2 separate regions of the Mus musculus genome follow, and region 1 is linked to region 2. A link is a contact called in public Hi-C data. All regions are on one chromosome and are shown on one strand. Each heading gives the region's core, a stretch centred on a gene start, on an enhancer-like site or on the middle of the called end of the contact. The rest is flanking DNA. Distances are from core to core; before and after follow the strand shown. Region 1 has its middle 49 kb from the start of A230028O05Rik. Region 2 has its middle 11 kb from the start of Gm32126.

Region 1 (5,821 bases), core at 325-2,824, 860 kb before region 2:
AGATCACAGAAAGCCACAACTTTCTTTTTGCTGGCTTGTGCTTTCTATTTTTCCATAATGAGCATACATATTTGTACAATCTGTTTTTTTTTTAAGTACATTGCAAATTTCTGAAAAGATTGTGGGAAAGTCTGCAGTTTTACTATGACATCACTCATGCAAACATGCTTCCGCACTGTCACTCAGGTTTTCTTGTCAATGCCATCCCTCTCTGAACCTATTTATTTAACCTGGAGTCCCAATTTAACATAGCAGATGATTCCCAGACCACACTCCTACTTGTGTTCTCAGATGAGGCCTAAGTCTTTGGACATATACAGCCTGCCAGCAACTCAGCGAGTTTTCTTCATAACTTGTCCCTTATGTGGTCCCCTGAGGCATCTTGCTGGAACTAAAAGGTAGCTCAAGGTCTGGCAGAGAACACAAGATCTCTGGGTATATCTACATTCCCCGGTATATGTCCTTAACAATTAGAGGTTGGCTCCTCTTCATTGTCTCAGGAAATCTTTCTAAGGGATGGGTGTCCATGGTCATCAAAGCATGTTTGCTTGGAAGTTCAATCAATTGAAGAAGTGGTTTATTCCACCCGCAGACTCATCGCTCCTCACGCACATTAGACTTAATTGGTAGCTGAAATCATGACGATTTAGCAGAGCCTCTGAATTTGATGGCTGTGGTTTCTGGGCCACCAGATATAGTTCAAAAGCAAAAAGCAATCATCTCTGCCATGAAATGAGTCCTTCCTTCCAATTCCCAGAGAGCTGAAAAGTCCTGTAGGGGCTGGATTTTTCTTTGACCCTCAAACTAACGGAAACTCATATGTTATAGATATGACTCACTGAGAGAAAAAGGAATTCCAGACTTGCAAAGGGCTAAGGAGCTTCGGTTAATTTTACTGTGTGTGTGTGTGTGTGTTTCCTCTAGAATGTTCTTTTTCCCAAGAAAATGAGAAGGGCTGAAAGTCTTGCAGAGAGATTTTTTCCCCTTTGCCAAAGGATTACAAGCTTTCTATGCAAGTAGCAATGTACAGTTGAGCCTAACTGCCACCAGTGAGGGCAAAGGGGAGCTGAGGTAGCTTATTGTTTAGAGGAAAGCTTAACTGTAGAAACATATGGAGGCAATGATATATAGAAGTAGTTGATGTATGCATGTATGCATGCATGCATGCATGTATGTATGTATGCATGTATGTGTGTATGTATGTATGTATGTGTGTATGTATGTATCTATATTGTATGGATGCACATGTGCTACAAGGAACATGTAGAGATCATAGGACAGAGAGGACAACAGAGTGGGAGCTAGTTCTCTTCCTCCACCACGTGCACTCTGTGGTCTAAACTCAGGTTATCAATCTTAGAAACAAGGACTCTTACCTGCTGAGCCACCTTGATTCCCTCCGGTCACATATCTTTGGTTATGTATCCATAGTAACACTGGGGTGAGAGAATGAAACCACTCTGTCTCCCATGAGACCACTTTGAAAGAAAGGTGCCCTCCATTTCTAAGCCTGAAAGGCATCCCTGCTGCTGTGGTTTGGCTGACTTCATTTTCTTTCTGAGTAAAGTCATCACTAGTCATGTCTCCAGTGACTTAGTCCACACAGAGCATGGCTCTGAGCCTCTTTGGAGTGTGCAAACATCAGCCATCTCCCAGAGGACAGAACAAAGAACAATCTACAGGGAGGAGGTGGAAACTGTTAGCAGCCCCAAGGTAGGAGGACTTGTTTTTGAAGAAACAGCTGCTGAACAGAAGAGAGACTCCACATTCAACCACAGTTCCTTGGCTTGACGTCTTAGCAATCCTGAAAGCCTCAGAATAAAAACGGGAAAGTATAAGGGCCCTCTCCAGCTCACATAGGCAGTCTGGTCCTATTTGGGTTTCACTATTATTTATAGTTTTGGTGAATATCTCAGAACAATCACAGGGCTAAACTGAAGCATACTCTTGGGAGCTCGGAGTTCCAACTCCCACTTCTACTGTTTTTAGTCTCAAGTGGCTGTGACAAGAGGAAATCATTTTGTCCAGACAGTGAAGTAGAACAGCAGCCTGGAACTTTTCCATTGTGCTGAAGCAGGAAAAAAAAAAAAAAAAAAAAAAAAAAAACACGCCAGAGGAAGTAATATTAGTCAGTTTTTAGTCACACTAAGAACAATGGGGTAGTTTAGGTTGGCTTGACATCACTCGTTTGCATTCACTATGGCTCAGATGAAGCCACTCCAGTTGTGCAATTTCCTCCATGTTTGAATGAGTCAAGACCCCTTATGCCCTGTTACAATACAGAAAAGACCCCTTCTCCTCCCATTACCTTACAGAATATAAAACAGTTCTTCACGGGTCACAGGGAAAATATTTTTGCATACCAACCAACAAAGATCTGAAAGGGAAAAATAATGCAGTAGAATTTTGTCACCGTGGAGGTGACAAAGGACAAGAGTAAACCAGCCGATCATATTTTCTCCTGAGGAGCATAATTGATTTCTTCCTGCTCAGTGACCTCACAGGAGATAACACTCATCCCACAGAGACAGTCTTTCATTCATGTGTTTATTCATTCATGCATCTATGCAGTACATATTAGCTCAAGAACTTCATATGTCCTATATACGGGGCTGAATAAAACACAGTCTAGATGGAAATTTAGAAGTAGGAAATAACGTTTAGTTTTTTTCTACATATGAAAAAGCATATATCAGTGGTACGAAGATATGTAACAGGAAAAAATACTGTCATGGGCTTCATATATTTATTAATTTATTATTAAATTATACATACCATCAGCTGTTGTTTTTAACAAAATATCAATCCTTTGATTTTATCAATGAAGACTTGGAAGCCAGATGCTGGGGTGAAAGCCTGTTAGCTCAGAGAGGCAGAGAAAGGATCCAGCTGACCTTTCCTTCTACTTCCTGTGCATCTCTCTATCCATCTTCCTGACTTCCTCTTACTTGCTATATTTTTTTTCTTAATAATCCTATGTTCACTTCCTGTAAATTGGTCTCTTGCTCTGCTTCTTCATCTGTGGTTGAATTTATTTAATTCTATTTACAATATTCAAGCAGAAAACTCTTGGATTAAAGGTGTGTGCTAAAGCTGAGCCGCACCACAACTAAAAACAGGTTTTCCCAGTAAACAAGACAATCTCAGGGTTTATGGTGTGATCAAATACCCTGTAGCAACTGGCCACGAACATTTTCTTGAGAATCAAAAAAGCTAGAAAGAAAGCTGAAAGATTTCAGGCCATGTTCAGAAAGTTTTGTTATATTCTGTAGAAGAAAAGAGGGAGGGAGAAAGAGGCAGGCAGGCAGGCAGGCAGGCAGGCAGGCAGGCAGACAGACACACACACACACACACACACACACACACACACACACACACACACACACACACACAAGGGTGAGGTATAAAGAGTAGGAGAACAGTGGTGTCTACTTTGTGCCTTGGAAATTCTAGGCTGAAATTCTTAGAGAATTTGCCACATATGCCAAGGAGCATAGAAAAAGTCATGGAAATAGAGAATTTTGTGGTCCACATAGAAAGTTTTGTTTATTTTCTAATTGTTCTTATTCTAATTTACAAAAGAAGTTACATGTGGGAGAATGTGTGTGTGTGTGTGTGTGTGTGTGTGTGTGTGTGTGTGTGTGTGTGTATCTCGATATATAGATAGATATATCTCCTACCTAACTTCTGTGAATATTCTAAATGAAACGCACATATTTAAAGCTTAAACACTAACATCCCCGTATAAGAGGAAACATATAGTGTTTCTCTTTCTGGATCTAGGTTACTTCACTCAGGACCAGGAGGGAGAAGGAGGGAGAAGGAAGAGGGGACAGAGGAAGGAGAACTATAACACAGTGATATAATGAGGAAATCGAAACAAGAAGAATAAATGGAGTGGAACGAGAGGGCTAGGGAGAGCAGGGCGTTTGGGGAGAGATAACGAACACTAAAGGTCTTTTGAAAAGTTGTATGGAAGCTCACTATTACCAAAGCTTCCTAAAGTATATCCATACATGGAAGGAGTTTTAAATAGAGCTAGCATATTGGAGGGGAGACAATACCCCAACTAAATATCTTATGCTATAAAACAAACCAACAAACATACAAACAAACAAAATCAAACCCCCAAGCCAGAAATTTATTTCGTTTTTGAATCATTGGCCAAAGGAGTCCCATAGACGCCCTCCTAAAACATTATAGAATTAGTTATCTTCCACAAGCTGATGGAAAGATCACCATTTTTAATGTCACAGAACATGGAGAAATCAAGCTGGTACTCAATTGAAAAATTTCCCCCTACTGACTAGCATTCATTCTGCTGGAAGATACAATCTACAAGAGGTCAAAAGTCATTACCATTCTTGCCTAGTTTATAAACTCTGTGACAACAGTGACCTGCACTGTTGCTACAGTGCCACAAATGTTAAGGAGATAGCGATCATAGTTACTTTTTTATTGCTGTGAAGTTTTAGTTACTTTATTTCTATGACAACATACCAGCAACGGGTAAACTTATAAAACAATGTGTTTGCTTGGGATTAATTAAATGGTTTTAGAGTGTTACTGTTCAGGATGGCAGAGGAGAGGTATGGTGGCAGAAACAAACAAGATCTCTTATTTTCATCCACAAGTAGGAGACAAGCAATCAAACTGGGAGTGCCACTGAGCCCGTAGAATCTCCAAAGCCAAGCGACTTACCTCTTCCAGCAAAGCCACACCTCCTAATCCTTCACAAACTTTTCTACTAACTAGGGACCAAGTATTCAAACCTAGGAGTCTATAGCAGCTATTCTCATTCAAACCACCAGAGTAACCAGCCGCTTAAAAAATTTGATTTAAGGCTCACACCATGTGTGTAATCTGTACCTGACACTGCTAAAGTATCTAAGAACCTGAGGATAGAAAATTCACAGGGGAAAACCTATTACTGCTCTTCTGTTGGGTGAACATAAAAATAAAATGACTCCTAATGACATATTGTTATACCCATAGATCATTGTATTACTCAACCCTCAGCAGAGAACTTCTTCTTTCAGTGGATGTTAAATATTATAGAGACCTACAGCTGGGCAATGTGAAATGAGAGCCTTTGGAGCACTCAACTCTAAAAGGGAGCACCCAATTCTAAATGGCACGTTTTCATCAAGCTCCTCCCCTCAGAGATCTGTGCAGAAGAGGAGGCTGCAAGACTGTTAAGAGCCTGTGTTGGTGGATGTCGCCAAGGAAACTGTCTTCCAGATAAAACAGGACTGATGACAAAGAAACTGTGACAGCACACACAAAGCCCACATAATGTTGAACCAGACAGAATCCCAATAAATAAACATTCACAAGAAACAAACAAAGACAGAATAAAGCCCCCAAATGCTGGGATGAACTTGTTTCCCTCTGAATCTAGTTACAATAAAATAGCAATTTTAGCTTTTGTTTCTTTATTTTGCTTTATTTTTGTTAAATATTTTATTATTTTACCTGCAGATAACACATGTGGATCCAACTTACCCCTCAAGTCCTTCCTGATTTCTACAATTCTTATTAGCTTTAACTTTCATTTCTCTAAAACTAACTCCACCCCCCCCCTGCTCCCCCCACCCCAGCCCACCTCTCAATTGTTGATGTATGCTGCATCTCCGACAAAGTCCTTGTGGCTACTACTTTATTGATTTTCTTTGCCTTAGGAATTTATTAATTTTCTGTCAGTTTTATGTCTAGCAAAGAGCTCTTTCCCAGAAGTTACTGACTCTTCATTAACTAAACTCCTTACCATTAATAGAACTTAAACATACATTCTTTTATTTACAGCTTTTGCAATTTGTAT
Region 2 (6,344 bases), core at 1,225-3,724:
GTTCATCTTTTAACCGCTGTCACGAGCTAACAAGGTGTCAGTCACTCTCACCGAGCCACTTATCGTATGGCATGGGATAACCGAACCTACAGCCACACTCACAAAGAGCTGAGGTGACCACTGAGGGAAGAGGGAAGTTCTGAGCTTAGCCATGCTCTCAAGAGATATTTAGATATTTGACTCATTATTATATATATATATCCAACACACCTTCCACAGTCTGTGCTGTTTACACTGAAAGCGAAAAAGTTGAAAGGGAAGAATCCTGCAATAACACAGCAAAAGAAACGGGGGCGTGAGGGGAGACAAGGACAGGGCTGATGAAGCCTCGGCATCTTATCTCTGGACTATAATTGACGATCTGAATGTTAGTATGAGATCTAAAGTGAAATGAATCGGTGGTTTCAGTTCCGGATATGGTATGCAAAGAAAAAAAAAAAAAAAAAACCTTGCTCTTTGAAATTCAGCACTTCCTTGTCTGTGCTTCAGGAAGCCACACGCCTGGTGTTGAGTGTGGAAACTGACTCATATCTGGCCCTTTGAGATTAGCCTCTCCAGCCCCCCCCCCCCCAGACTGTGGGCAGGATCTGGGGCCTAATGGGAAACCAGAATGGGGTCTGGCCTAATCTGGATCAGACACAACATCATTGGTACACATGCCTTTCAAGGTCCTTCCACATGGTTCTAGAGGCAGTGGCTCTTCTGGGCCATCCCCAGAGCATTGACGGTGCACTTGGCAGTGGGTAAGTGACCTGAGATGGAAGGAAACAGAATCACAAATGCAGTGCCTCCCAGCACTGTACTGTCATGTTAAAGGAAACCAGAGAACTGAGCCACTTGGTGGAAGTGCCTGGCCCTGAGATCTTATCATGTGCCTTCCCACCAAAAAGCCTCAACAATTAACAGCCATTTTCCCCTTTGACTGTCCCAACAAGCTTCTGTATGATAGTTAGGGGTTAGGGACAGGGAGAAGTAATTTGCACTTATTTAGAGTTTATTGAGAAGGAAGAAGCTTATCAGAGACTATAGCATGAAACCCTGGGCAGGTGGCAGGGAGCTCGGGTCTCCTGCACTCAGCCATAAGTGGTTTCCAGGCATTTTACAGACCGTCTCAAGACGGGAAAGGCCCACTAAAACAGCATATCTGTTTGGTTCTAGTTTTCATGTTCAAAAATATCTTGCCCAGGAGGAGGGTGAAGGTGCTGGCTTAAAAGAGAAGTCAATGGGAGACAGAGTGCAGAGAGAAAGAACCAACAGAACCCAGCTCAGCAGTAGAAGGTCCAAGGTCCTTTTTGACCTTTGGCTAGACACTTAATCTCTCTGACCTTCCCTGACCCCATCAGTACAGTGCAATTGCTACTTACAAAATGAGATCATGCATGGGGAAGTATTTGTTTTATGGATGGAAAGCGCCATGCAAAGATTCATCATTAGTCTTTTGAATATTAATGGTTAACCTGTGTTGCAAATGAAGGTATAGCCACCACCCCAGAATGAGGACTGATCTTCCCACCTTTCTTTCCTAAGACAGATCAGTCTGCACTTTTTTTTTTTTTTTTTTTTTACCTACATGCTCCTTACTTCCAAAATGGGTATCCTGATCAGAAAAGCAGAGTGAGAAGATTAAGACCTTGTCCCGGAAGATGAGAAGAGTTAGAAGAAGAAAATCCACAATAAGAATAATTTTAATGAGGCACGTAGCATGTGTTTGAGATCCTTGGCAGCTCAAACAAAAGAAATGGGGGACGGATCGCATTATGCAGCTGCCTTTATCCACTAAAGAAAGAGCAGTTATGAATCAGGGTCAGCCAACTCCTTCCTAGTCATAAGCATGCCAAGAAACATGCATTCTTGGTGAAGGGCTATCAAAGTTAAGTGATAGAATCTTTAAAAGGAGACACATGGAGGGGGATGCTCCAATCTGAGCAGTAGGTGACATCCCCCCCCCCACCGCCGTGAATTTGTGTGTACCTTTCTAGAACGACACACACAAGCAACACAAGCAACACAGTGGTTGCTAGAAGGAGCAGGCTTAAAAACAGCAACAACAATTAAAAAAAACAAAACAAAACAAAACAGTGAAAATCAGCTTGCTCTCTGTTCCCAGGCTAGGGAGCTGCTGGCCAAGGTGTTTATAGAGCTTTTGTGGGGAGGGGGACAGTGAAATAGGCAAAGCAGTGTATGTAGTGCCTTGCACAAGGTCACTTGATGTCTCTGAAACTGATTGTGTATTCTGAGCTCCTTAATAGGATTTTGTAGGTCACAGTGTTCTAGGCACGGCTCCCTGTTGATGTACATCTCTCATGTAAGATTTAGATCACCTCTTTTCGGGCAGAGCTCCATGGAAACACCGCCCATGATTTCTGAAATGGAGCCTGACTGGGTCCCCATAATGCCAGGCTGCCGTGGTCAGCAATCTCTGCTGCTGACACACACTGGACACTTGGCAAGCCAGAGACTACTAGTATCTAGTCACTGTAGCTTATTGTTACTCTCATGTTAAAGCAAGTTCCTGTTTCTATAAAGTAGCCAGGCAATGGAGTATTCTAGGCAAATGGAAAATTCTGGTTCATCTGGTTACCATCCATATCATTTGAGATTCTTGGTTTCCAAAGACATAATTACAACACACTTTGCTGAACGCTAAAATGATAGTGTGACTTAAGCTTTCTTTGGTGATTCACAAGGCGCTTCGGGGTCTGTCAGCACCCGATAGCATAATTACCTTCTTAGCTCCTCATTTTCTAGGACCCAGAGTGGAAATGTAGAAAGCGTGGAAACCTGGGAGGTAACTATAGGACACCCCAACCAGACCGTTGACATTGCTGGCCCTGGAGGCGTGTGTTATCTTTTAGTTTGTTGACAAACAAAATTGCAGCATCAGACATTCTATATATTGCTGGGTGTATTGTTGGTTTTTGCATTACTAATACTCTTCTTCTCAAGAGTAACGAGGAATCAGGCCACAGTGACTCATACCTGTAATTGCAGCTCTTAATAGGCTGAGGCAGGAGGATTTTCAAGAGTGAAAGGGAAGTTTGGAATACATAATGTGTTCCAGGCTGGAACTCTCTGGTGATCTGGACCTGGTTTCTCTTTCTGAGTTTCAGAATGAAGGGTCTCTGGTCTCCAATACTTATTCCTCCTGCCTTTGATCCTGGGCCTGGAAACCTGCTGCTTGCAGGAGACACCAGTGGCTGGGATCACAGTCTAGACTGAAGGCAAGACTCTGTAAGATTCCAGGGTCTGTCAGACCCTGCTGCCCTGCTGGAGCAGTACATCGGGTGTCCTGGCTTCTAGATTGTACCTTTACTGTTCCAGGTGACTTCTCAGAGAAATCTGAATGTGGGTCTGTGTGTGAACATTTTCCTATTTTCTACAAAGAGACTTCATCACAGAGGCTCCGTAGAGGAAGTCATTGCGGTTCCGTGTCCAGTCCTCCGTGAGGGTGGAGCTACTGCCAAACGTCTTCTGCTAGTGGTCCTCTAGGTAAGAATGAGATGCAAGTCCACAAGCTCTCCAGTAGTCTCCAATTCCTGCAGTGCATTCTAAACTGTGGATGTTGGCATTTGGGGATAGCAACAGGGTTTCACTATATATATATATATATATATATATATATATATATATATATATATATATATATATATATATATATATATATATATATAAAGCAGGTCAGGTCCCTAGAGGTGGTCACTCCTTCTTTCTCACATCTTTCAACATCTTGGGGGACGGACGGACAAAAAAACCAACCTCTTTTCTTCTCTTACCCACACTTTGATCTCCAGTGCCCTGTGCTTGAACCCTGTGTTTGAGCAGTTTTCCTGACTGACATGGTGGATCTGTCTGTTGACCAGACTTCCTCCCTTATAAAGTGGTCTGTCCTTCCTTTAGCCTTCAGTGCCTCATCCACATGGCTTTCTCTCTGCACTGCATATTACTTACTGACAGCATATTGGCATGTCACTGATTGTCTCCCGTGTGTAGACTCCCTGAAGACAGGAGGCATTGTATTGTTCCTTATGTTCTCCATATCACTTAAGATAGGGTTGAGCACATGGCTGCATCTAGATCGGCCTCTGGCTTGACATGAACCTCAAATGAACTTCTTCTCTAGCTAGGCAGAGAGGGAATGGCTTGCCTTCAACTTTTCTCCTCAACTGAAAGTAGAGTTAAGGATTATTTCTGTCTTGATATCTGACCTAAGTCTGTACAAGTCTCTCCTAAACTCTACACCCACAGGGACCAAGAAAGATCAAAGATGGCCACTGGACCCATGTATGGTAGTAGTGCATATATATCACACTGAGACTTCTCATGGTCCTGGAAATTTACAGGAATGTATAGTCATGTTGTTCCTGAGCCAACTCAGAACCTGTTTTGCTGGAGGTTTCTTCCCTTGGCAAGTATGTTGATGTATTATGAACGTTGCCAACTAGGATGGGCGGGCACTCTGACTGTGCCCAAGATTTTTTTTTTTTAATCCTAGTATAGCTGTCTTTCATGTCAGGAGACTGCACACTTTTTGATCTCTATTCGTGAACCTGGAAGCTCTCTGAGTTATCTCAAGCAACCAGGCTAAGTAAAATCTCTGATTCCAATGTCAATAATCCTTTGTGATTCATTGACTCTTAGACTCAAAGCCATCAGGTCTGGAAATAAGCTTAAAAACCATTTCCTCCCTTTCTTCTCTTCAAAGATCAGGTATCAGATCATAGCTAGCTTACTTTTAAAATGGAGGATCAGCTATCTTCCATTCATGCAATAGTAATCTATCTATCTGTCCATTTTCCATCTAATGATCTACCTACTTGAGTGTTCATTAAATACCCACTAATACTAGGCACACAGTTCATGCTTAGGCATACAGCTCATGCTAGTTCTAGCTATAAAAGCATGAATAAGGTATGATGCCTGCTCCCAACAGTTTATTATACATACATAGACACACAAATACGTCTGATTCAATATGATGTGTACATTATGACATGTATGAACCAAGCATGTTAGGACCATACAGAAGGTTATAACTAATCTGATCTGCCTTAAGATGGTTGAGGAAAAAAACTTTAAAAAGTAACACACAAGAAAAACAAAAAGCCCCGGAGAAAGGAAGAGAAAGAAAAGCAAGGAGTAACGACCACAGAGGTAAATATCCCATCCGAATGCCCAGCCTTAGATAAGTGCAGTATTCCATGAGAGCAGTGGGCAGGAGATGGGCATTCTGAGGAAGGCTGAGACTCAGGTGGAGAACTGGTCCTGTTGACTGGGAAGCCGATTTGGGAGGCTAGTGTGGAGCCCTTCACATCTGTCCTGAGTATTTGGGTTTTAGCCAGGCATCAACAAGGAGCTTTGAAAGTTTGCAGAGGGGCCAATGTCATCTGTTTCGTCAGTATCACAACAACCAATGGTTCTTCTTAGGGCTTCTCACCTCATTCCCTACCCTAAACATCTCTAGCCCATGACCCTCCTTCCCCAGCTTCTTATTTCATATAACCTTGACATTTTAACCTCTCTCTCTCTCTCTCTCTCTCTCTCTCTCTCTCTCTCTCTCTCTCTCTCCTCTATATATTTTGTCCTCTCTCTCTTGGCCTCCTTTTGTCCTCTCTCTCTTGGCCTCCTTTGCCTGCCCTCTCTCTTCATTCCCCTCCCTCTTTCCTCTCATCACCCAATCTAGTCTACCAGCCATGTTCAATCAGCTACTTTCCCTGATCTGGACTCTTCTCGATGCCTCTGGATTTTCTCTCCCTCAGGTCTACAATAAACGACAACCCCATCAACCATACCTTGGAGTGGTCTTGCTTGCCCTTAGTTTGTACAACACTCCACTGAAATTTGTGAAGATCTCTTGGGCCACAGTAAGAAAAGATGGATGGTGTTGCTAAGCAGAGGGATTAAGATTGTTATGCTAAACCACCAGAAGAAGCATTCAACACATGCCACCAGAAGAAGCATTCAACACATGCACCAGGTTGTGTCTCCCTTTTGCTTATAGTTCTTCATACAATTCCCTGCCCCATCTTGCGGTGTCTTCCTCATTGGTCGCTGTTGACTTTCTTACTTTGCTTGTAAACCAGTACTTGTTACTACATTAAAGAATTAATTTCTTTGCAACGTCTTCCACCATAAGAAGAGAGAAGGTGCTAGAGCAGAAGGCTTCTATGTCCTATGCTCCTCAGGGACGCCAGGCTTAACAAGTGAGCACATGTTCCCAAGAGATTGGTAGATAGACCTTGACCTTGAAGAATGGCTAGGATGAAGAAGTTGCCCCACAAAGGCAGACAGTCTGCTATATATTCTTCCAAGTTCAATACAGTTTATGAGTGGGTAAAGCTGGCCTC

Evidence for each region. Hi-C and Micro-C count contacts between places; a contact is called where the count stands out from the background.
Region 1: a contact with region 2 is called in a Hi-C map of bone marrow-derived macrophages, with 13 read pairs. The contact joins two enhancer-like sites. A contact is called at or near these places in 1 of 484 Hi-C or Micro-C datasets (bone marrow-derived macrophages) and 1 of 115 datasets of contacts at active chromatin or transcription factors (astrocytes).

Annotation. Positions count from the first base shown.
Region 1 is chr16:25,007,459-25,013,279 of GRCm38.p6, reverse strand. No RefSeq gene overlaps it. Among named protein-coding and RNA genes, the nearest start is that of A230028O05Rik, 49 kb to the left of the region's middle. Within about 2 kb of position 1,574, at least 82 of the 459 cell types and tissues checked have an H3K27ac peak or open chromatin away from gene starts, as enhancers often do. A contact at or near this core is called in bone marrow-derived macrophages, where this site is marked.
Region 2 is chr16:24,145,676-24,152,019 of GRCm38.p6, reverse strand. No RefSeq gene overlaps it. Among named protein-coding and RNA genes, the nearest start is that of Gm32126, 11 kb to the left of the region's middle. Within about 2 kb of position 2,474, at least 18 of the 459 cell types and tissues checked have an H3K27ac peak or open chromatin away from gene starts, as enhancers often do. A contact at or near this core is called in bone marrow-derived macrophages, where this site is marked.